Regions from separate parts of the Mus musculus genome. Here regions 2, 3 and 4 are each linked to region 1. The links are chromatin contacts, called in public ChIA-PET and promoter capture Hi-C maps. All regions are on one chromosome and are shown on one strand. The core of a region is the stretch at or near the end of the contact, and the rest is flanking DNA. Distances in the headings are between cores, read along the strand shown. Region 1 holds the start of Dpep2 (dipeptidase 2). Region 2 overlaps Gfod2 (glucose-fructose oxidoreductase domain containing 2). Region 3 holds the start of Carmil2 (capping protein regulator and myosin 1 linker 2). Region 4 holds the start of 4933405L10Rik (RIKEN cDNA 4933405L10 gene).

Region 1 (4,700 bases), core at 408-2,907:
TTAAAGTTTCAGGACAGTCTAGTCTAGGCTACTTTTTCATTACGGATGGGTGTGAGCCACCATGTGGTTGCTGGGATTTGAACTTCAGACCTTCGGAAGAGCAGTCAGGTGCTCTTACCCACTGAGCCATCTCACCAGCCCAGTCTAGGCTACTTCTAATGAGCTCTGTAATAATCTGGACACACACACACACTGTGCCCCTTTGGTTTCCAAGTCTAGCAGAACGTATTTCTGACAGCTTCTCCCATCCTTACCATCGTTACCTAGACCATACTGAGATCCCCCAAAACCTGGGCTGGGCTGGGACTCCTCACTAGAGAAGTGATAGAAAGAGGTCACCCACTGCTGATAGGAGACAGCATCTAGGGGTGGGTAGTAGGAGAGGACCTTTATTAGTACAGCAGGCTCCGAACCCTCTGCACCCCAGGTGTATGTTCAACCCCGTTTCATTCTGGCCGCCCCCAAGCCATCCTTACACACCCATCTATAAGCGGGAACTCCTGCATCAGAGCTCTTGCGCGATCTCGCAGGTCTGGGAAATTGGGGTTGCCAGGAGTGGTTGGAATGCTGGAAATGTCGGGCTTGGTGAGTGCTCTGGGGATGCTTGATGTAGTGGAAGCACCAGAGAAGCCTGGTTTTGTCTGGGTCCATATTAGAGGCTGTGAAGGCCCTAACAGCAGCAGCACCAACAGGAACACTGAAAGCCCATGGCCAAGCACCCAATGACCCTTGAGGCCCGTGAGCGACATCTTGCTCAGGGCGGAGCAAGCCGGCACGGATGAGGGTCGCGAAAGCCTGAGAAGGACAGAAGGCAGTGATATAATCCTGAGCCTCAATTTAAGCCACGCACAGACCAGGTCTGGTGAGAAGAGGTTTGAGGTCACCAGATTCCAAACAGCCGCTGTACGGGAAAGAGGTGCATGACATCCGCCAGGGGGAGCTACAGACCTACTATCCCCGTCTTGAAGTGCACTTCCGTGGCCTGCTTCTGTCTAGGTTTCTTTTGTCCAATGTCCCCCCTGTTTACTGTTCCCAAGGGACCAACCCAGGTGATTCCTAGCTGCGACTAGGGACTGTTCTCCAAGAAAGTAGACCCGTGGTGTTTCTTTCACAGTGAAAGGGCCTCTAGCTCTTTGCAGACCACATCTTGTCCCTGACTACCTGCAGCCTTCCCTGACTTCTTCAAGGGACACAAGTACCGAGACACACTGACCTCTCCACCTTATCTACCATCCTCTGAAGACTCCAGCCAGCAACTGGGAACTATTAGGAACACACACCTGCATGCCCCAGCCCTATTCAAGGTGAGGACTGGTCTCCCTCCTCAGCAGATGCTGTGCCCACCCAGGACTCTCCTATTGATCATGTGAGGTAAGAAGAGAGTAAGCACCTGAGTGCTTCAGGGAAATACTTAGTAGCACAGGAACAAAAGTCTGTCAGCTAGAGAGATGGAAGGACATGGAATACCTTCCAGGGCAGCAGAGCCCCCCATCCCAGCACCTTCCTCCTGGGGCTGCAGGCTGACCTCCTACCTCAGTGTGGAAGCCAGGGCAGATGGATAAGCCCTCAGACCTGCTACTTGTGTCCAGCGGCTCCACGCCTGGTGTCTGAGGCTCTTGAGGCCAGAGCTCTCCCAGAAACCTCAAGGACTTAGTTCCTGTCCTTACAAGCCCCACCCTGTTTCCAGCCTGAGCCCTTACCCTCTCTGCTTTCTCCAGGATCAGCCCTGGCTTCATGCATGCACACACAGAACACAGACACCACACACACACATATAACACAGACACCACACATATAACACACACACAAACACATACCATACATGTACACATTTCCCCCCCCCCATACTACACACAAACACACACACACACACACACACACACACACACACTGGCCATGTATGTTTTTGTAGAAGTCCCATCCCTTAAGGCAGTTTCAGGGTCTATGCTTATACTCCATTAAAAAAACCTTTTCTGTTCTGACCCCTGGCCCCCACTGGAGAGGATCCAGTTTTTGCAACCTTCCTCAGGAGGCATGGGGACTTGGAGATGTCAAGAAACCCTCTTTCAAAAAGGAAATGGAGTCTGGACATGATAACATTTGTCCCAGAACTTGAAAGACATAAGCAAGTGTATCTCTGTGAGTTCAAGGCTAGCCTGGTCTACATAATGAGTAGGCCAGATAGAGTTACAGAGCGAGCCCTGTCTCAAATGAATAAATATATTTTGAATTTAAGAAGGAAATGAGCAAACTCTTCGATAAGGAGGCAGAAAATTTGGACTACCCAGGACGATGTATTTGTGTTTTCGGGACTGTACATTAGTGTGCGCTGCCTGTAGTAGTGCTATGCTAAAAGTAGCCAAGTCCTTGCCTGCTATAGCTAGTAAGTAAGTCCTTGCCTGCTATAGCTAGTAAGTAAGTCCTTGCCTGCTATAGCTAGTAAGTAGGTTTCATTGGTAGGCCCACTCTAGACCGCGTATTCCTTTGGGGCTGTGCTTCACACCAAGGTGTTCTTTGCTGGCTTCAGACCTGGCTCCTTTCCCTCCCCTCCCCCACTGCCACTTTCGTGCGGGCCAAGTTGACAAAGGGGAAGAGAAACTCTCAGGTTTTCCGGTCTCCCTGTCACCATTGTGGGTTTGAGGGTAAATATCACACTTGTTTTGTTTTTTTTTTTTTTTTTTTTTTTTTTTTTTTTTTTTTTGGTTTTAGAGCTTTATTATAGAAATGCAGGAGAAAGAGAGAAGGTAGAAAGGAAGAAAAGAGAGAGAGAGAAAGAGAGAGAGAAGAGAGGAAAGAAGAGAAAGAGAAAGAGAAAAGTGAGAGGAGAGGTAAGAGGACAAAGGAATAAGAGAGTGAGGTGCGGGCCGAGCACCCCGCTTGTTCTGTTCTTAATAAGCCCCAGGAAGTTGAAGGGTATAAAGAATACGGCTTGGAGAGAGAGAGAGAGAGAGCTTAGTGCTGAAGACACTGGCTGCTCCTCCAGAGCACCCGGGTTTGATTCCCAGACAAAATATCTATACACATAAATAGAATAAAATCTTGAAGAGAGGAAGGGAGAGAGAGAGGTGATGACTTAAAAGTATCTTCTTCATTGTTCCCTATCTTTTTTGAGGCAGGGTTTCACTGAACCTGAAGCTCATCACTTCAGCGACCCTGACTGGCCAGCAAGCCCAGAGATTCCACCCTCTCCCCCCCCTCCCCCCCTCCCCAGTTCAGGGTGAGAGGCTGCTGTGCCTGACTCTTTGCCTGTGTACCAGGGATCCACACTCAGGCCCACACGCTCATACGTCCTTACCAATAGAGCTAATTCTCCCGCCACTGCAACAGATTACAACATCTATTTACTTATTTCTTTGTGTGTCTACAGGTGTGGAGGTCAGAGAACTGGAAGGGCTTGGGTCTCTGCTCTCATCATGCATGTCTCAGAGACCAAGCTCAGAATGCCAAAGCTGGCAGCAAGCACCTTCACCTGCTGAGCTGCTGAGCATTTTGTTTCTTATGGTTTTTTTTTTAATTTTTAATTTTATTTTATTTTTTTGAGACAGGGTTTTTCTGTATAGCCCTGGCTGTTCTGGAACTCACTCTGTAGACCAGGCCGGCCTCAAACTCAGAAATCCACCTGCCTCTGCCTCCTGAGTGCTGGGATTAAAGGCGTGCGCCACCACACCTGGCTAATTTTTTAATTATTTTATGTGTATGAGTTTTAGTTGCATGCTTGTGTCTACCACATGAATGCCTGGTGCTCTCAGAGGTCAGCAGAGGGAATCGGATCCCCAGAGACTGGAGTTATAGATGGTTGTGAGTCACCATGTGGGTGCTGAGAATCTAACACTGGTCTTCTTTTCTTTTTTCTTTTCTTTTCTTTTTTTTCTTTCTTTCTTTTTTTTTTTTTTTTTTTGGTTTCTCTGTGTAGCCCTGGTTGTCCTGGAATTCACTCTGTAGACCAGGCTGGCCTCAAACTCAGAAATCCGCCTGCCTCTGCCTCCCAAGTGCTGGGATTAAAGGTGTGTGCCATCACTGCCCAGCCTAATTCTGGTCTTATTGAAGAGCAACAAGTGCTACTGACCTCTGAGTCATCTCTCCAGCCCTGGCCCTATTTTGAAGCAAATCACAAGGCTGGGATCTAGTTCAGTAGTAGAGGGCTTACCTAGAGTGTGCAAAGCTTGAGCAATAGCTACAGGGATAAGAGGAAATAAAAAAGGTAAAGAACTCATAGACACACATTCCATTTATATGTAAATTTTTTTCTTAGAAAGTCAGGGCTTTTAAAAGCAAATCACTATAAAGGCATCTTTAAAAGCTCATAGTCCATTTTCTGGTGTTATTTCTTGTATGTGTGTGTCTGTATATGTGTATGCACATGTGGCTATACATGTGCTATGGGAAGAACATGGAGGTCAGAGGACACCTTGTGGGCATTAGTTCTCTTCTCTACCACGTGTGAGCTGGGGATTAAACTCAGGCTTGGTGGCAGGTGCCTTTACCTGACCTTCCTAAAAAAAAATTTTTTTTTCTTTTTTGAGACAGAGTCTCACTCTGCAGCTCAGGCTGGCATAGAAGTTACTCTACAGCACAGGCAACTCTCAAACCCATTTCATTTATCTTGCCTCAGTCTCCCAAGTGCTGAGATTACAGGTGTGTGCCACTATACCAGATTGTCCTAAACTGTCATGTTCAGATCCTCACAACCGCCCCCTTTC
Region 2 (4,892 bases), core at 513-3,012, 260 kb before region 1:
TGCCTAAAAGCTAGGACTAAGTGTTGAGGTTTTGTCTTTTACTGTTTATTTTAATGCTAAGTGCAGCCCCTTAGAGTCGGCTCGTAGCCCCTGTGACCCTGCCCCAAATTATTTCTGATTGGTGAGTAAAGATGCCAACAGCCAATAGCTGGGCAGAAGAGACATAGGTGGGGTTTAGTTTCCTAAACTTGGGGGTGGGGGAGGGGGAGGAGGAGGAGGAGGAGAATGATAGAAGGAAGGAGCAACCGCCATGGGTTTGCTGAACCATAAAAACATGGCCCTGAGGGCTGGCCAACTAGAGTTAAGAGCAGCTCAGATGAAACATATTAAGTAGTAAGTAAGAACTCTGGGGTATCGATAGGAAAGTAGATTCTAATATCACAGAGGCTAGGCAGCTGCCCAGCTCTTATGCTGATTAAAGCTTATTGTAAATATAAAGGCTGTGTGTGTTTTTTTTTTAATCCAGGAACTTAATAAACCAAAGGCAGGGTAGAAACCCTGGGCCAGGATTTAAAGTTCCTACAACATATACCACCATCCGAGTGGGTTAAGTCTTTCGTAGTTCTTGAGACTGAATCCTGGTTTTCATAAATGCAGGCAAACACTCTACCAACTGAACTATACCCCAGCCCTTCAGTTTCTTTCATTGACAACAAAGACAGTTGGGTCTGTGACCCTTCATCCACAGTTTGCAGCAAACCACCCAGGAAGTTTGCCCAGAGAGAATGGCACCCACCCCAGAGAGGCAGGAAATCTGAGGTGCTTGAGAAATTACTTCTATCCCAGGTGACATTGCTTCTTTGGTGGTGCTGTGCAGGGAACCTTGCAGGGCAGGGTGGAGTGTGGGATATGGTGTGTGGGGTGGGGTGTACCACACCACACAAGTTCTGTGAGAACACACAGCGGGTGCTGGACTGGACACTGCACGGGGCACCAGCAAGCCTCACTGTTCTTTTACTTCAAGTCTCAAAGGCTAGAGGCTACGGTTCTAACAGACATGGGAAGGAGGAATGGTGAAAACCTGGACCTGTGTCACATGTCACATACCTGCAAGTCTGTGTCAGCGCTGTGTGCCTCACACTGCTGTCTTCACCAAACCCCGTGTCTGTCATAGGCTCACCACATTATATTCCAGCCCACGAGACATGCTGAGGTAGATGGAAGCTTCAGGGAACTGTGAAAATTTCTCTTGTGCTCCAGGTCTAAAGGAGCTGAGCTGAAGTTAGACTGTTCCAACAGCTACCGCCTAAGTGACTGTCTTGTCTTCCTCCAATTCTAAAAGGACTGCAGTTACAGCGCTTAGATCCTTAATTAAGAACAACAGTAACACAAAGAAAAATAGCAAGAGAGACAGATCCTGTAACAGAAGAAGAGAAGAGAAGAGAAGAGAAGAGAAGAGAAGAGAAGAGAAGAGACGAGATGAGACGAGACACCAGGATCAGTGGCACACACATAATCCCAGCACTCAGAAGGGTGAGGCAGGAGTGTGAGTTGGGGGATAGCCGGAGCTACATAGTAAACTCTTATTTCAAGATCTATATGATGAAAAGAAGAACCTGCCTATAGTTCACAGGCAAGAGGAACTCACTAGGAACCTGAAGAACAGCTCACCAGGTCACACCCAGTCAGGTTCCCAGGAGAGTGGACATGTGAGCAGGCTATTCTGTGGTGTGTGTCAGGAAAGCCAGGCCTGACAGAGCACCTTCCTGCTGTCTGGCAATACCAGATTGCAGTTTGCCAGGAAGGGTGGTGCTCATTACAGCCAAGGGCTGACAAAGCACAGGAAGCGGGAGCCTTCTAGACAACCTCCTCTCCTTCCTGTGGTGCTGCTTGCTACAGCGGGACAGAACAAACACATCCATCACATCTGAGGGTCCGGGGGTCCGGGGAAGTGCTGACCTCCCCACAGCAGGCTGGACAGTGAAGGAGGGCAGCCGTCTCTAGCTCCTTGATGGGCTGAGCTTCTGCCCCGAGGGTTAGTGGTGAATAGGGAGCAGAGAGGGTTAGAGCTTTTAGAATCTCCAGCATGTCCTTCCCCACCTCTGCCCCAGCGATATCCCAGAGCACCACTACCCGCAGGTGCAGACAAAGAAGGAATGGCCAGGCCTAGGAGAGGGCCGGGCACTGTGGAGGACTGCCCAGAGGAGGAAACACAGTCTGCCGCTGTAGCCTGAAGATGCATACCTAGAGCCTTCACGGATATCTGCCGGGTGAGCGGAGGTGGGATGTTGATGCAGACCAGGTCTACGTCTTGATGCAGCAAGACGTCGTCTGTGCGGCTGGTGTAGAAGGTGATGTTCATCTCCTCGGCCAGCTGCTTTGCCTCTTCCTCAGTCTTCCCCCACAGGGCCTCCACGGTGAAGCCCTCTGCCCTCAGCAGCGGGACCAGGACCCGGGCTGAGCTGCCAGTCCCGAACACACCGACTCCTGGGAGCAGCTTCATCCTGGCCTCTGCTCAAGCACTCATGTCCTTACAAGGGTCCCCGGGATGCAGCTGACCGTCCCGTCATCCTGATCAAACATGGCTCCTAAAACAGAAATGAACTGGTCAGCGGCAGAGATTACACTCAGAGGAGCCTAGATTCTAAGGCAATTTGGAAGCAACAAGCTCTCTGTCCCCGAAACACAAAGTATTTTTCCAAAATAAAAAGCTGAAGAATCTTGTTCCTGGCACACTGGATACCACCGTCACCTACTGGACACAGAGAAAACAAGTAAACTATGAAAAGTAGGGTCAAGTCCTTATTCTACCTAACCCTGGTCAAGTGATTTAGCCTTCAAGGCTTCAACTACAAAATAAAGATCTTTAGACTTCCTTCTAAAAAGCATTGTGTGTGTGTGTGTGTGTGTGTGTGTGTGTGTGTTTGTGTGTATACCTGAGTATATAGGGTTTGAGACTCCAAATCAAAAACACAAAAAGAAATGGTTCTCTTTTCCTTTTTTTGCAAACAGATGTTCACCCTGGAGCACTTGGAAGTCCAAAGAAGGAGTATTGTATGCGTAAGGCCAGCCTGGTCGATGAGCAAGAGTCTGTCTCAAAAAAAAAAAGCTGAAAAAATATTAAAAAAAAAACCAAAACAGAGGGGGCTGGAGAGATAGCTCAGTGGTTAAAAGCACTGACTGATCTTCCAGAGGTCCTGAGTTCAACTCCCAGCAACCACATGGTGGCTCACAACCATCTGTAATGGGATCTGTTGCCGTCTTCTAGTGGGTGTCTGAAGACAGCTACAGTGTAGTCATATAAATAAAAAATAAATAAATCTTTAAAAAAAAATAGAAAAATGAAGCCAAGCATGGTGATGACATCTGTAATAGCACTCAGGAGGCAGAGGCAAGTGGATCTCTGTGAGGTCAAGTCCAGCCTGGTGTACGGACTGAGTTCCAGGACAGCCAGGGCTATGTAAAAACCCTGTCTCAAACAAAACAAAACAAAACAAAACAAAACAAAACAAACACAAAGACTGAAAACCGGGGTAGCTAATAAAAGTGATCTGTTAGATAAATAACCCTGGAGCCACTAAAACCGTGAGGTACGGAGACCTCAACCACCTACCTGAAAGCCATTCACCACACACTGATCAGAAGGGAAATGCCAGGTCACAGGGCAGCCCTGCAGCGTCCCGTACCCCTGGACAGTACGCCCATGTCTCTGTGAACCACTGACGCGAGCACTGCATAGGCAGCTGGCCATTCCAGAGTCTTCCGTATCTTCTGTTTTGTTTCTTTATGTGTGTCATTAGGATATTTATTTATTTACTTATTTGTAGACAGGGTCTTGTGTATCCTAGTGTGGCCCCAACCTATGAACCATGCCTTGTTTTAGGTGCTAGGGACTGAATCCAGGGCTTCATAAATGCCAGACAAAGCTTTCTACCAAATAAAGCACATTCTCTGCCTTGTTTTGGTCTCTGTGTGTACCTTACTGTGTACGCGCGCGCGCGCGCATACACACACACACACAATTAAATACCAGCAGGGTAAAACAACAGCATGGGTTAGATTTTTTAATAAGCTGTTTTACTTCCACTGACTCAAGGGTAGCTTCACACCCATGAAGAGGCCTCTGAGGGAGCCGAATGGCACGACGCTAGGCAAGCTGGAGGAGTAGGTGCTTCCGCACAAGCAGGAACTGCTGGTTTTCCTGGTTGACTTTTCACCCCTAAAGTTCATACTCTTTGTCCTAAAATTTCTGCAGCATACCTTTCCCATGCCCCTGAAGATCTAAATACATCTAGCCTCACCAAGCTCCCATGAATCCCAATCACCATATGCTTGCTGGTCAGGACTGCAGAGTACAAGCTCAGAGTGACAGGGAAGGTAGTACAGATGGGTTCAAATCCTGGCTCTGTCACCAGTTGGGTGGCCTTCAGTAAGTCAGTCAGTTTCTTTCTACCCCACCCCCTTATCTTTGCATCCCCTCCGTTTTTTTGTTTGTTTGTTTGTTTGTTTTGTTTTGTTTTTTTTTTTTGTTTCTGGAGACAATGTTCCATACTATAGTCTAGAACTCACTGTGTAAATCAGGCTGACATCAAACTCACAACAATGTGTCTATCTCAGCTTTCCTAGAGCTGCTGTCATAGGTGTATGCCCTGAAGTGTAGCAACAGCGTTCATCCCTTTTTAAATTTTTGTTTTGTTTTGGTTTGGTTTTTTGGTTTTTTGAGACAGGGTTTCTCTGTGTGGCCCTGGCTATCCTATAACTCACTTTGTAGACCAGGCTGGCCTCAAACTCAGAAATCTGCCTGCCTCTGCCTCCTGAGTGCTGGGATTAAAGGCATGCGCCACTGCCCGGCCCCTTTTTTAATTTAATTTTTATTTTATGTACATTGGTGCTTTGTGTTTTGCCTGCACGCATGTCTGTGTGGATGCTGGGAATTGAAACCGGTTCCTTTG
Region 3 (4,785 bases), core at 1,735-4,234, 310 kb before region 1:
TTGGTAATGGTAAAAGGGCCTGAGAGCAAGCTCAGGTAGTAATTCTTGTTCCTTAGCTGTGTGCATATGTAACAGAAAGTCCCTTTAACAGAACAGCTAGCTTTCACCTGCATCGTCAGCATGGGTATTCAAATTACCTTAAAACCTAAGAGTACATCTGTCTTGGTGGAAAGGCTCGGATAGGAAGTGAGGTTCTAATGAAGACAAAGACAGAATGGTGCTCTTGAACGACTCATGCTTCCTCTCTTGTGTGTCCATTAAACCCCTCAATATCAGAAGTCAGTCATCACTGTTAGGTCAGTTACTGAGCCTGCGTCTATAATCTGTAACGTGTACCCTACCCCTGGCCTGTCTTCAGCCCGTTTGCACCTGAGTGAGCCTTCATTGGTTTTATTTAGGTCCTCTTGTAGTAAAACCCACCTGTCGCGAGTTAAGTCTTGCCGATGCACCAGGGGCCCTCATCCCGTGTTCCTCAGCAAACAGTTGATTTGTTCTGTTGGGAGTTCCGCCTTCACCTGGAAAACTGTAAAAGAGTGGTGTTGGTTGGTTTTGTCACTCCTCCACAGGCCACTAACCCAAGGCATAGAACTAATTCAGTGTAAATCTGGCCTTGGTCTTGAGGGTGCTTCTACTTGGGCATTGCTATAGCCCTTTGGCAGTCAATCATTTTAACCAGAAAAAAATCCCTGTGGGGTAGGTTTTCTCTATTTTTGACATCGCAGAGTTGCCATGGTAAACAAGACACACATCTCAAAGGAAACATTGAAGCCGGGCATGCTAGCACACCACTACAATACCAGCACTGGGGAGGAGGAGGCAGCAGTTCCAAGGCTCTGTAGCTCCCACCATTCCATCTACTTGGAAGTGAAGCAGAAAAGATCGCTACAAGTTTAAACCCAGCATGGACTACTTAGTACCCGGCAGCCAGGGATGGCAAGACACTATGCCAACAAAAAGGGGACTGGAGAGATGACTCAGTGCTTATGAGTACTTGCTGCTCCTGCAGAAGACTGGAACTTGGTTCCCAGCACCCACTGCAGACAGGTCACAACTACCTATAGGTGACCTGATGCCCTTCCGGGCTCTGTGGGCACCCATACACAGATACACACACACACAAAATTAAGTTCTGAGAATAATTAGTGTCAAAAGCTTCCAAAAGACTAGTGAGGTTAGGTGTCAAGAAAAACTCATTTACTTTGCTTTCAAAACCCACATTCTTCACAATAACGTGCACGAGAGTAAATTTTGTCACCCTATAAGTCATTTGTGACTTCAGATGGCCTTAGAGTTAAATTTCAGGCTCGGGCTAAGAGGCATAGGGGCCTTCTGGTTCTGCAGCTCTTTTGTATCAGCTCCAGCGAGGCCGTCCCTGTCGGCCTTTATATGTCATACCATATACTTGCCTAAGTGTCACTGCCTTCCTCCAAGTTGTTTCTCCTTTATATCTACTTTCCACCTTCTATGTTTCGGTGGAAGTTGGCAAGTCGGCAAACATGTTAAAGGGCTGTCGCTTCACAGCACAAGAAATTGAACTCCGGTTTCATGTAGATAAATACTACTGCCATTAGCCATTTTATTTTGAAGACACGGGGTCTCTCTGTGTTGTCCAGGTTAGCCAGAAAGTCCTGGGCTTAACATGAACCAGAGTGACTGGGACTTGGTGGAGAGGGTCCCGCTTAGAGGACACTCCCAAGTCATCCTCTGTCTGGGAAAGGTAGAGATGGGACAGAAGCCTAAGAGATTATAATACATAGTTGCTTCTGCTCTCCAAGACTTTGTCTTTCTCTTTTGCTGAACTGTGGGTAGGGCAGTTAGAAGTGGGATTTAATGAAGTCTGTGGGGTGGGGGTGTGTGGGTAAGATCTGAATCAGCCCCTTTTGTAGGGTAGCATGCTTCTGGCTAGTATACTCATCCCAGCTCTAGGCTCAAGTGAATCCTCCCTGAACTTCAATGCAGACAACCTGAGAACACAAATACCAGCACCAGCCTTCAGTGAGATTCAGGTCATAAATTAGCTACAGATGTTCCCAAAGAGCCCGCATCTAAATGAGAGGAACCTGTTACAAAGGATTATGGCTAATCTGGTTTTTGAGACAAGGACTATAGACCAGAATGACCTCAAACTCAAGAGTCCTCCTGCCTGGACCTCCCAATTAAAAGCAGGCACCAACCATGGTCCAGTCAAAAAGTCTGGCACACCTCTAAAAAGTGCAGCCCAGGCCGGGTGGTGGTGGCGCACGCCTTTAATCTCAGCACTTGGGAGGCAGAGGCAGGTGGATTTCTGAGTTCGAGGCCAGCCTGGTCTATACAAAGTGAGCTCCAGGACAGCCCAGGCTACGCAGAGAAACCCTGTCTCGGGGAGAAAAAAAAAAAAAAAAGGGTGCAGCCCAGCCTCTTTTCTTCCTGCCTGTTTTTACAGTGCTGGGATTACAAATAGGTTGCCAGACTCTTAAATTCGTATCTGAGCAGGGCAGAACCTTGGGTGGTGGGTAATTTTTACTGCACAGAGACACAACTGCTCTGGCTTCCTTTGAGTTACTCCAACCTACCCAACCTGTGTCTTGGGATAGATCAAGTTAGTTAGGCCTTTGGCATCCCCTGGAGGGTGGCGTCCCCTGGTGTTTGCGCCCGGGACTACGGGGCAGGGTGGAAGTAGGGCACCAGGCAAGGGGTGAAAAGGCAAGACCCTCTCCCCTACACACCACACCCATGAGTACCCGAGTACGCGGAAGGAAAAGTCCCTGAGCGACAGCAACAGTCAAGATTCGACCATCCTCCCACAACCTCCCACCCGGGGCGAACTCAGCCAACGAAGCCGGGGCGGGGAGGGGCCGGGCCGGGGGCGGCCTGGCAGGAAGAAGCGCGTACCTTCCGCTGCAGGAGGAGCAGGTGGCTGCACTGCTGCCTGGGCCCCTGGCTTCCTGTGTACGCTCCTGCCGGCTGCTTTTTCCCGCCAGAGCTCATTGGGCCGTCCCGGCCCTATGGCACAGACCCCAGACGACATATCCTGTGAACTGCGAGGTAAGCCCTGGGAGCCCACCTGGCCATGAAGAGCCTGACTCCAAACCAGACCTCTCCTCTCGGCGCCTTAGGGAACTTGACCAGGGGTTTTTGTTCTGGAGGGAGGGCCAGTGCCTAAAAGTCCGCTTCATTTCTTCCTAGCTGATCCACACATGAATACCTGGGCACTCAGTCTAGCACAGACCTTGGGCACAGAGTGGCCCTAATAGAGGAGCCAAAGTCACCCAGTAGACTGTCTTTCCACAGGCGAGATCACCAGGTTCCTGTGGCCCAAGGAGGCGGAGCTGCTGTTGAAAACCTGGCTTCCCCAGGAGGGTGCCGAGCAAAGCCATATCCTGGTATGGTAGCCAGGAGTGAAGCTCAGGACAGTGGCCAGACCCTGCACAAAGAAACTTGATTTCCCTAGAGTATTAGTCTTTTGTCTCCCCCCAGGCACTGCTTCGATGGAGGGCATATTTGCTGCACACCTGCCTTCCCCTGAGGGTGAGTCCCAGGCCGGGCCAACACCCCTTCCCCTTCAGCAAGGGACTGCCTTGCGCAGCTGTCTTCTTTGCCCATGCTGGCTTTTACTTTCCAACAGCAGACAGGAGGGAAGTCTGGGCAGGTCTAGCTCAGGATGCCACAAAATCATGGGCTGTGGAGAGAGGACCTGGGTTCAATTCTCCCACCACCAGGTGGGCTCACAAGTGGTTGGAACTCTAGTTCGAAGGCACCCACCACCGTCTTCTGGCATCTTTGGGAACCAGGCACACAAGAGTGGTACAGAGACAAACATGCCAGCAAACACCCAATAGTACAATTTTTAAATTTTAAGAACAAGCTAGGAGGTGGTGGTGCACGCCTTTAGTCCTGGCACTAGGGAGACAGAGGCAGGCAGGCCTGGTCTACAGAGTGAGCTCCAGGACAGCCAGGTCTACACAGAGAAACCCTGTCTCAGGAAAGAGAAAGAAAGAAAGAAAGAAAGAAAGAAAGAAAGAAAGAAAGAAAGAAAGAAAGAACGAACTAGGCTCAAGAGAGTAGCAACAGTCAGTTGGAATGACTCTGATGCTTTCCAGGTGGACTGTACATTCAGCTACCTGGAGGTCCAGGCCATGGCACTACAGGAAACACCCCCTCGGGTAAGAAAGCTGGACCCCAACTTGAACATACACTCCGCTTGATCATTTATTCCTACACATATCACTCTGAATGGACAGCGCTTCCACCACACAGGGATCCAAAAGGCTCCTCCTTCCCCAGGTCACCTTTGAGCTGGAGTCCCTGCCTGAACTGGTCCTGGAGTTTCCCTGTGTGGCTGCCCTCGAACAGCTGGCTCAGCATGTAGCTGCTGCCATCAAAAAGGTCTTCCCTCGCTCAACCCTTGGGTGAGGCTTAGAAAATCCAAGGGGTGGGGCAGGGCCTCAGTGAAAGCTTTTCATCCTTCAAGGAGCTAGAAGTCCCTTTTGCCTCTTCTCCTTATCCCCTGCCTAGGAAGCTATTCCGGAAGCCCACACCCTCGTCTCTGCTGGCTCGACTGGAGAGAAGCCATCCCTTAGAGTCCACCATACCCAGCAGTCCGTGCGGTGAGGGCCAAGTCAGAGCCGCATAAACCTTCCAGTTTGCCTCCATGCAATCCTAGTCTCTTGGTATTGGGGGGGCTCCCCAAAGTGAACAGGGCCACTTTTATCACTGCCGCCATCTACTATGGGGCTGACCTTCCCCTGTCTCTGACTTAGTGCCTGTCTGTTTCCCTATCACTCCCCCGACACCTCTCTAGGTGGC
Region 4 (5,255 bases), core at 2,571-5,070, 280 kb before region 1:
CAGCTAGGGCGTTGCGACTAATGAAATCCACGCCTAGGCCGGGTCCCTGCAGAGACATGGCAAGCACGGTGGAGACCCCGTGGCACTACATTGCACCTCTGTACCGACTCTACCCGCGGGACTCCTGTCAAATGGTCGTCAAGTCCCCACAGACCTGCTCTCTCACCTTAGCTTGGGGACCTGGAAGGGCGAGCTGAGGACTGGAGGCACGGGATGGTGGGAGCCCAGGGCCACAGCGGGAGTGTGCCCGCAGAAAGTGGGCAGGTTCTGTCACAGAGGTGGGGCCAAGCTCCTGGAAGGTTGGGTACGGTTCGGCATTAGAACCAGGGAGGTTGAAGTTAAGGTTCTAACCCACAAGGCCATCCCCCTTTCGGTCCCTCCTTCCTCTAAGAACTTTTCTATGCTCATCTCTGTGGGTCCCCTCCTGTCTCTTCACAGCCTTAAAAAAAACAAAAAAAAAAAAAAAAACAAAAAAAACCTACTACTTCCTTCGGCCTCATTTACTACCACCCTTTCCTCCTAGCTAGCACCCGAACATTACAAAGGGCTGCCTCCAAGCCCCCAAGACCAAGGGCTGCTCCCTTAGACGTACTGTCCTCGATTTGATTGTCAATAACATTTTGGGCTCACCAGTGAGACCCAGAGCTGTGTATCCATCTGCTTCCTGGACACAGTCCTACCCCCTGGCACTGCCACAGATGCTCCAGCCTAATTCCAGTCTCATGTGACCTTGTCCTTTCTCTCAATCCTGAGTCTCTTTCAGGGTCCCTGGATAGAGAAATAGTAACTACCTCCAAAACCTAAGTGCTGCTGCCTGCCCCTGTCCTCAGGAAAAAAAAAAAAAAATGTAAGAAATAGCGGTGCATGCCCGTAGTCTCAGGAGGCTGAAGGAGAAAGAGTAAGGGTTTAGGGCCAGGATAGGTGATGGAGAGAACCCAAGGAGAGCCTGGGGCTAAAGAGCAAGCTATAAACTCAAAGAAATGAGCTGAGAGTGGTGGTCCAAACCCGGTAGACTAAGGCAGGAAAATTAGGCCAGTTCAAGGCCAGCCTGGGCTACATAATGGGTTTGAAGCTATTCTAGGCTACACAGGGAGACTCTGTCTAGAAACAAAGTAGCAGTGGAGATAGTGGGGTGGGGGTGGGGTATGGTTGGGGGTGGGAGTAGGAAACAACTCAGCAATAGCACAGGACAGTTCACAGCTCTCTGTAACTCCAGTCCCAGGAGGCCCATCCCCTCCTCTGGACTCTGGTGCACAGACAATCATGTAGCCACACAGACATGTAATTTTTTTTTTTAATCTCAAAGAAGTCATGAATGAATTAAAAGAAAAAGAGAAAGTAGTGTGGTAGTGAACACTTTTAATCCCAGCGCTCAGGAGGTGGACAAAGGAGAGTTAGAAAGTCAAAGAGTAGCCCGGCGTGGTGGCCCATGCCTTTAATCCCAGCACTTGGGAGGCAGAGGCAAGCGGATTTCTGAGTTTGAGGCCAGCCTGGTCTACAAAGTGAGTTCCAGGACAGCCAGGGCTATACAGAGAAACCCTGTCTCGAAAAAAAAAAAAACCAAAACAAAAACAAAACAAAAAAGAAAGTCAAAGAGTTTGAGGTCAGCCTGGGCTGCGTGAAACAGAGACACAGAGATAGGGGAACCGAGAATGAGTTAGCAGGAAGGTCGTGGGTATATTATATGAGTACCTAGTGTGCATGTGTCTCACGATTCCATCTCCAATATCACATGTAACTAGGTAACTTAGGTAGTTCTTTCAGATATGTACCCTGCTGGCTTTCTGTTCAAACCTTCTGCTTCTCCCCCTTACAAACTGAATTATGCCCACTATGCCCATTGCCCCTACTCCCTCTGATGCCAGAATCTACCTGTGGGGTTTTATCTCTGTGGAATGTTCTCTTCCTCTAGCCTAATCCTTGACCTGATGCCATCAGCTCCCCAGAGAAAGTCCACCCAGATGTCTTAGTCTTTTGTGATCACCATCTCCCCCAACGCACGCACTCATGAACGCACGCACACACATGCTCTGTAAGTTAGATCAGATATAATTGCCTTGGCCAAGATGGATAGGTCTGCCTCCCTGGGACAGATACCTTCATCCTGGCCTTGACTCGAGACTCCACATTGTCATACTTGGGTGAGCGCCACAGTGCCTTCAGTGGCTTAGGCTGACCCTGTTCCCGGCTGCGTTCCTGGTCTTGGAAGCGCCTCTGAATCTCTTTGATCCGCCTCAAGTTTTCCTTCTCATGGTCCTTTGGATTCTTCCCTGGAAGGGTGCAGGGAGGAATATTGCTAGGGACAGCCCTACCAAATGGCCATGCACCTCGGACTAGATCGAATATAGATTCACACCCTACCCTTGGCAGAAAGACCTCTCAGACAATCTGGGAGATGTCTGGTAGAAGAGAGGCCCTGGGTTCACACACACATACACACACATTTTTAAATACAACCAAGGCCTCTTCATGGAAGTTAGACATCATACCCACAGCACAGTTATCAGCTTATTCCCTTCCACAGTCACCCTCCTGGTTATCTTCTACATTTTATGATTTAGCATACCATTAATCACCGTGTATATTATACACATGGCCTGTCTTGTTCATTGCCTCCAACTGTGACTCCCATACTCCCCCCGCCAATTTTTTTTAAATTCACACATCCCAATTGTAGCCCCTCTACTCCCAGTCCTGCCTGTGCCAAATCCCCCCCCCCCCATTACCCCTTTCTCTTCTCCTCAGAGAAGGGGAAGCCTCCCTTGGATACTACCCTACCCTGGGACGACTCCCATACTTTTTAACCCCGTTTTCCTAACAGCTACAGGGTTTGGCACAAAGTAGGCACTAAGTAAACAATGCTCCATCAAGGTGTGAAAGCTTGAAGCGAGGGCTTTCTGCAGAAGGATAGACTCTGATCCTGCCAGGAGGTATTGTATTTTGCCCTTCTTTTATGCTAGAGAAACTAAGACCCAGAAAAGAACATTAACTGCATGGGCTCAAGGCAATTAAGAAGCACCCTATTTTAATCTCTGCTTTTGACCTAAGAATGCCTCAATACCCCGTCTGCAAGGACTTACTCTTAGGAGAGACCCCCGAACCGAGGGAGATGCACCCCAGTTGCAGCAGCACGTCCCCCACGCCTCGCTGGCCACGCTCTAGGATCTCTCGGGCTTCAGGCCTGATGCGAGGGCCACGAGGAGGACTGGAGTCCAGGTCCCGACCTGAAGTCAGCAGGTCCAGCTTCAACGCGTTTCCTTCCAGGCGTCCTTGGGCTGAGGAGCAAGACGCGGTGGAAAGCCGTGCTCAGGGGTGGGGCGGGGTACTCGCCCCGCCGAGGCACCCCGCAACTCACCCGAGGCCGGCCGCCGGTAGTAGTCCGGGCAGAGAGTGGGGTCTGGGGGGATGGGTCCAGAGATGCGGGACGGGCCCTCGCACATGATCCTACCGCAGCCCTGCAACAGTGCACCAGGGCCTGTTGCGCTGCGCAACTTTCCCCTCTAATCCCTGTCGGGTGCTTCCACCCTCCACCCGAGCCCTGCATCCCCGCGGTAGCCCCCATCACCGAGCCCCACCCCTCGACGACCGCCCGTCTCTAGGCGCAGACTGTACCACCGCCCCGCGACTAGCCCACTGCCCAGAGGGGTTCGCCGCCCCTCCCCCGCCAAGCCCCAGCGAGGGCTCTCACTGGAGCAGTTTTACCGCCAACTGTTGCAAGCCGGTAGGAGTTGCTGTTGCTTGGCAACAAATGGCTTCCTGAGGTCAGGGGTCAAATGACTAAGGCGAACAGCCTTCTGGGGTTTGTAGTTCCAGATGAGGAGTGATTCTAAGTCTCGGGTCTCAACAGGAGCCTTACCTCTCAACCTGTCTCCCCTACCAGCACTGAGTACCAGTCCAGCCCCGCTCTGGGCCTGAGGTTTTCTCTGATCAACTGTCGAGGGATGCACTGATTCCTCATAGCCTATGGCCTCAGAAGGGGCCAAGAGGCAGCCAGAAACCCAGAATGGGGCAGCAGTAGGGTTAGCCCAGGTTGCAGAGAGCCTTGAGGTGACTTGGGCATTTCAAAGCTCGGGAGATGGAGGGGTAGGGCAGGAGAGGTGGGACTCTAGGTAACCCAACCCTCTAACTGCCAGGCCAAGCCCTACAAGTAGAGAGGCCTAAGCTGGTTACCTTCATATTTTGTGGCCAATATGTAGTTAGGAGACACCACCACCCCCCCAACCAAGGGAGATGTACTCCAATTGCAGCAGCTTTGGGCTTTGAATAACTGATCCCCACAATACTTTGCCTGGCCATCGGCTCCCAATGACCTATGTGTATCTTCTAGTGTCCAGGAACAGAAGAGTGTCTGGTGCCGGCACATGAGACCTGCAGGAGCCCAGGCGAAGACAAGTGTCCCGTGGGGCACAGCTTAGAGCCAGAGCTCCAGGAGGAAGGAATAAAGGTGGGAGAGGAAGGGCTCAATGCAGGGGTGGAAGCAGGAGAGGAGAGAGGACCCAAGCCTACGTCATCCATCGTGAGACCAGCTCATGGGCCCAAGAGAAAGTGAGAGGGCTTTCGGAGGGAAGGGCTGGGAAGGTGGGTCTTATGCCCGGAGATTCCTAAATCCCCATTCCTTCAAGGCAGAGATTCTTGTCTTTGACCAATACCCCTCACTCCCAACTCTAGAACTTGGGGGCTGGGGGGTTGGTATGGATTTGGGACTTCTAGATCTTGCAAGGAGACTGAGCTACCATAAATGCTGAGCCTCTACTGGGCTTGGAGCTTCACTGTCTAAGAAATGGACAGCTAACTAGCTCTAGTGGACAGGCAGGGGTAAGCCCTAGGCTCAAGATATAGGAACCAAAGACTGAAGCCTGCCTCTTTCAGGCCTCTTGTCCCAGGTTTGGGTTCCCCAGCCCTCCCAGGGCCAAGCACCATGTCCATCCTAGGTCAGAAGTTGAGCTGCCACCGGGGGTGCTGCAGAAGAAGGAGGAGCCAGAAGGCAGCCACAGTGAATCCTCACTGTCCTCGAAACAGCACAAAAAAGCCAAGAAACGCAAGAGTGGCGGGGCTCCTGTGCCGCCCGCTGTGGCCAGCGCATCCGCACCCGCCGCCGAGACCTTGGGGTTGGAGCGTGAGTGGCAGTCCCTGGGCTCTTCTCTTGTTTTCTTTGTCTTCTGAGGCTGACATGGCACAGCCTGGTGTTCTAGCCTTTGCTCTGCCTTGGGTTCTTGCAGGAAAAGCCCAGCGCCTGCGGCCACTGTACCAATACA

What was found. Promoter capture Hi-C pulls out the DNA fragments that hold promoters and counts their contacts. ChIA-PET counts read pairs in DNA pulled down with a chosen protein or histone mark. Capture Hi-C pulls out chosen DNA fragments and counts their contacts.
Region 2: a promoter capture Hi-C map of pre-B cells shows a contact between it and region 1. The contact joins the enhancer-like site here to the promoter of Dpep2 in region 1. A contact is called at or near these places in 10 of 39 promoter capture datasets (the C10 cell line, the HPC-7 cell line, HPC-7-derived erythroid cells and 6 more), 2 of 484 Hi-C or Micro-C datasets (the G1E-ER4 cell line and nephron progenitors), 1 of 115 datasets of contacts at active chromatin or transcription factors (pancreatic cancer cells) and 2 of 9 other capture datasets (adipose tissue and liver).
Region 3: an RNA polymerase II ChIA-PET map of memory CD8 T cells shows a contact between it and region 1, with 103 read pairs. The contact joins the promoter of Carmil2 here to the promoter of Dpep2 in region 1. A contact is called at or near these places in 7 of 39 promoter capture datasets (the 3T3-L1 cell line, the C10 cell line, the HPC-7 cell line and 4 more), 1 of 115 datasets of contacts at active chromatin or transcription factors (memory CD8 T cells) and 4 of 9 other capture datasets (adipose tissue, embryonic stem cells, liver and 1 more).
Region 4: a contact with region 1 is called in a promoter capture Hi-C map of liver. The contact joins the promoter of 4933405L10Rik here to the promoter of Dpep2 in region 1. A contact is called at or near these places in 26 of 39 promoter capture datasets (the 3T3-L1 cell line, 3T3-L1-derived adipocytes, the C10 cell line and 17 more), 6 of 15 datasets of contacts at CTCF or cohesin (the NIH/3T3 cell line, embryonic stem cells, large pre-B cells and 2 more), 18 of 484 Hi-C or Micro-C datasets (B cells, the Ba/F3 cell line, CD4 T cells and 10 more), 19 of 115 datasets of contacts at active chromatin or transcription factors (the 230-238 cell line, bone marrow-derived macrophages, craniofacial prominence and 14 more) and 5 of 9 other capture datasets (adipose tissue, embryonic stem cells, liver and 2 more).

Annotation. Positions count from the first base shown.
Region 1 is chr8:105,990,116-105,994,815 of GRCm38.p6, forward strand. It overlaps Dpep2 (dipeptidase 2), which reads right to left and starts at 1,658. Exons shown (of 11, transcript NM_001301204.1): 1 at 1,533-1,658; 2 at 481-795. The coding sequence starts at 749.
Region 2 is chr8:105,725,804-105,730,695 of GRCm38.p6, forward strand. Gfod2 (glucose-fructose oxidoreductase domain containing 2) reads right to left here. Exons shown (of 3, transcript NM_027469.5): 2 at 2,185-2,528. The coding sequence starts at 2,443. Among named protein-coding and RNA genes, the nearest start is that of 4933405L10Rik, 20 kb to the left of the region's middle. Within about 2 kb of position 1,763, at least 69 of the 459 cell types and tissues checked have an H3K27ac peak or open chromatin away from gene starts, as enhancers often do. A contact at or near this core is called in the HPC-7 cell line, adipose tissue and pre-B cells, where this site is marked.
Region 3 is chr8:105,683,290-105,688,074 of GRCm38.p6, forward strand. Carmil2 (capping protein regulator and myosin 1 linker 2) reads left to right here and starts at 2,985. Exons shown (of 39, transcript NM_001357333.1): 1 at 2,985-3,024; 2 at 3,271-3,362; 3 at 3,457-3,507; 4 at 4,080-4,142; 5 at 4,264-4,388; 6 at 4,495-4,586; 7 at 4,781-4,785. The coding sequence starts at 2,985. It overlaps Gm33578 (a long non-coding RNA gene), which reads right to left and starts at 2,931. Exons shown (of 2, transcript XR_387987.3): 1 at 2,872-2,931; 2 at 1-523.
Region 4 is chr8:105,704,469-105,709,723 of GRCm38.p6, forward strand. It overlaps 4933405L10Rik (RIKEN cDNA 4933405L10 gene), which reads left to right and starts at 3,821. Exons shown (of 4, transcript NM_027655.2): 1 at 3,821-4,047; 2 at 4,328-4,545; 3 at 4,932-5,116; 4 at 5,193-5,255. The coding sequence starts at 3,964. Enkd1 (enkurin domain containing 1) reads right to left here and starts at 3,740. Exons shown (of 8, transcript NM_198299.2): 1 at 3,689-3,740; 2 at 3,356-3,455; 3 at 3,081-3,275; 4 at 2,098-2,270; 5 at 167-292; 6 at 1-46. The coding sequence starts at 3,440.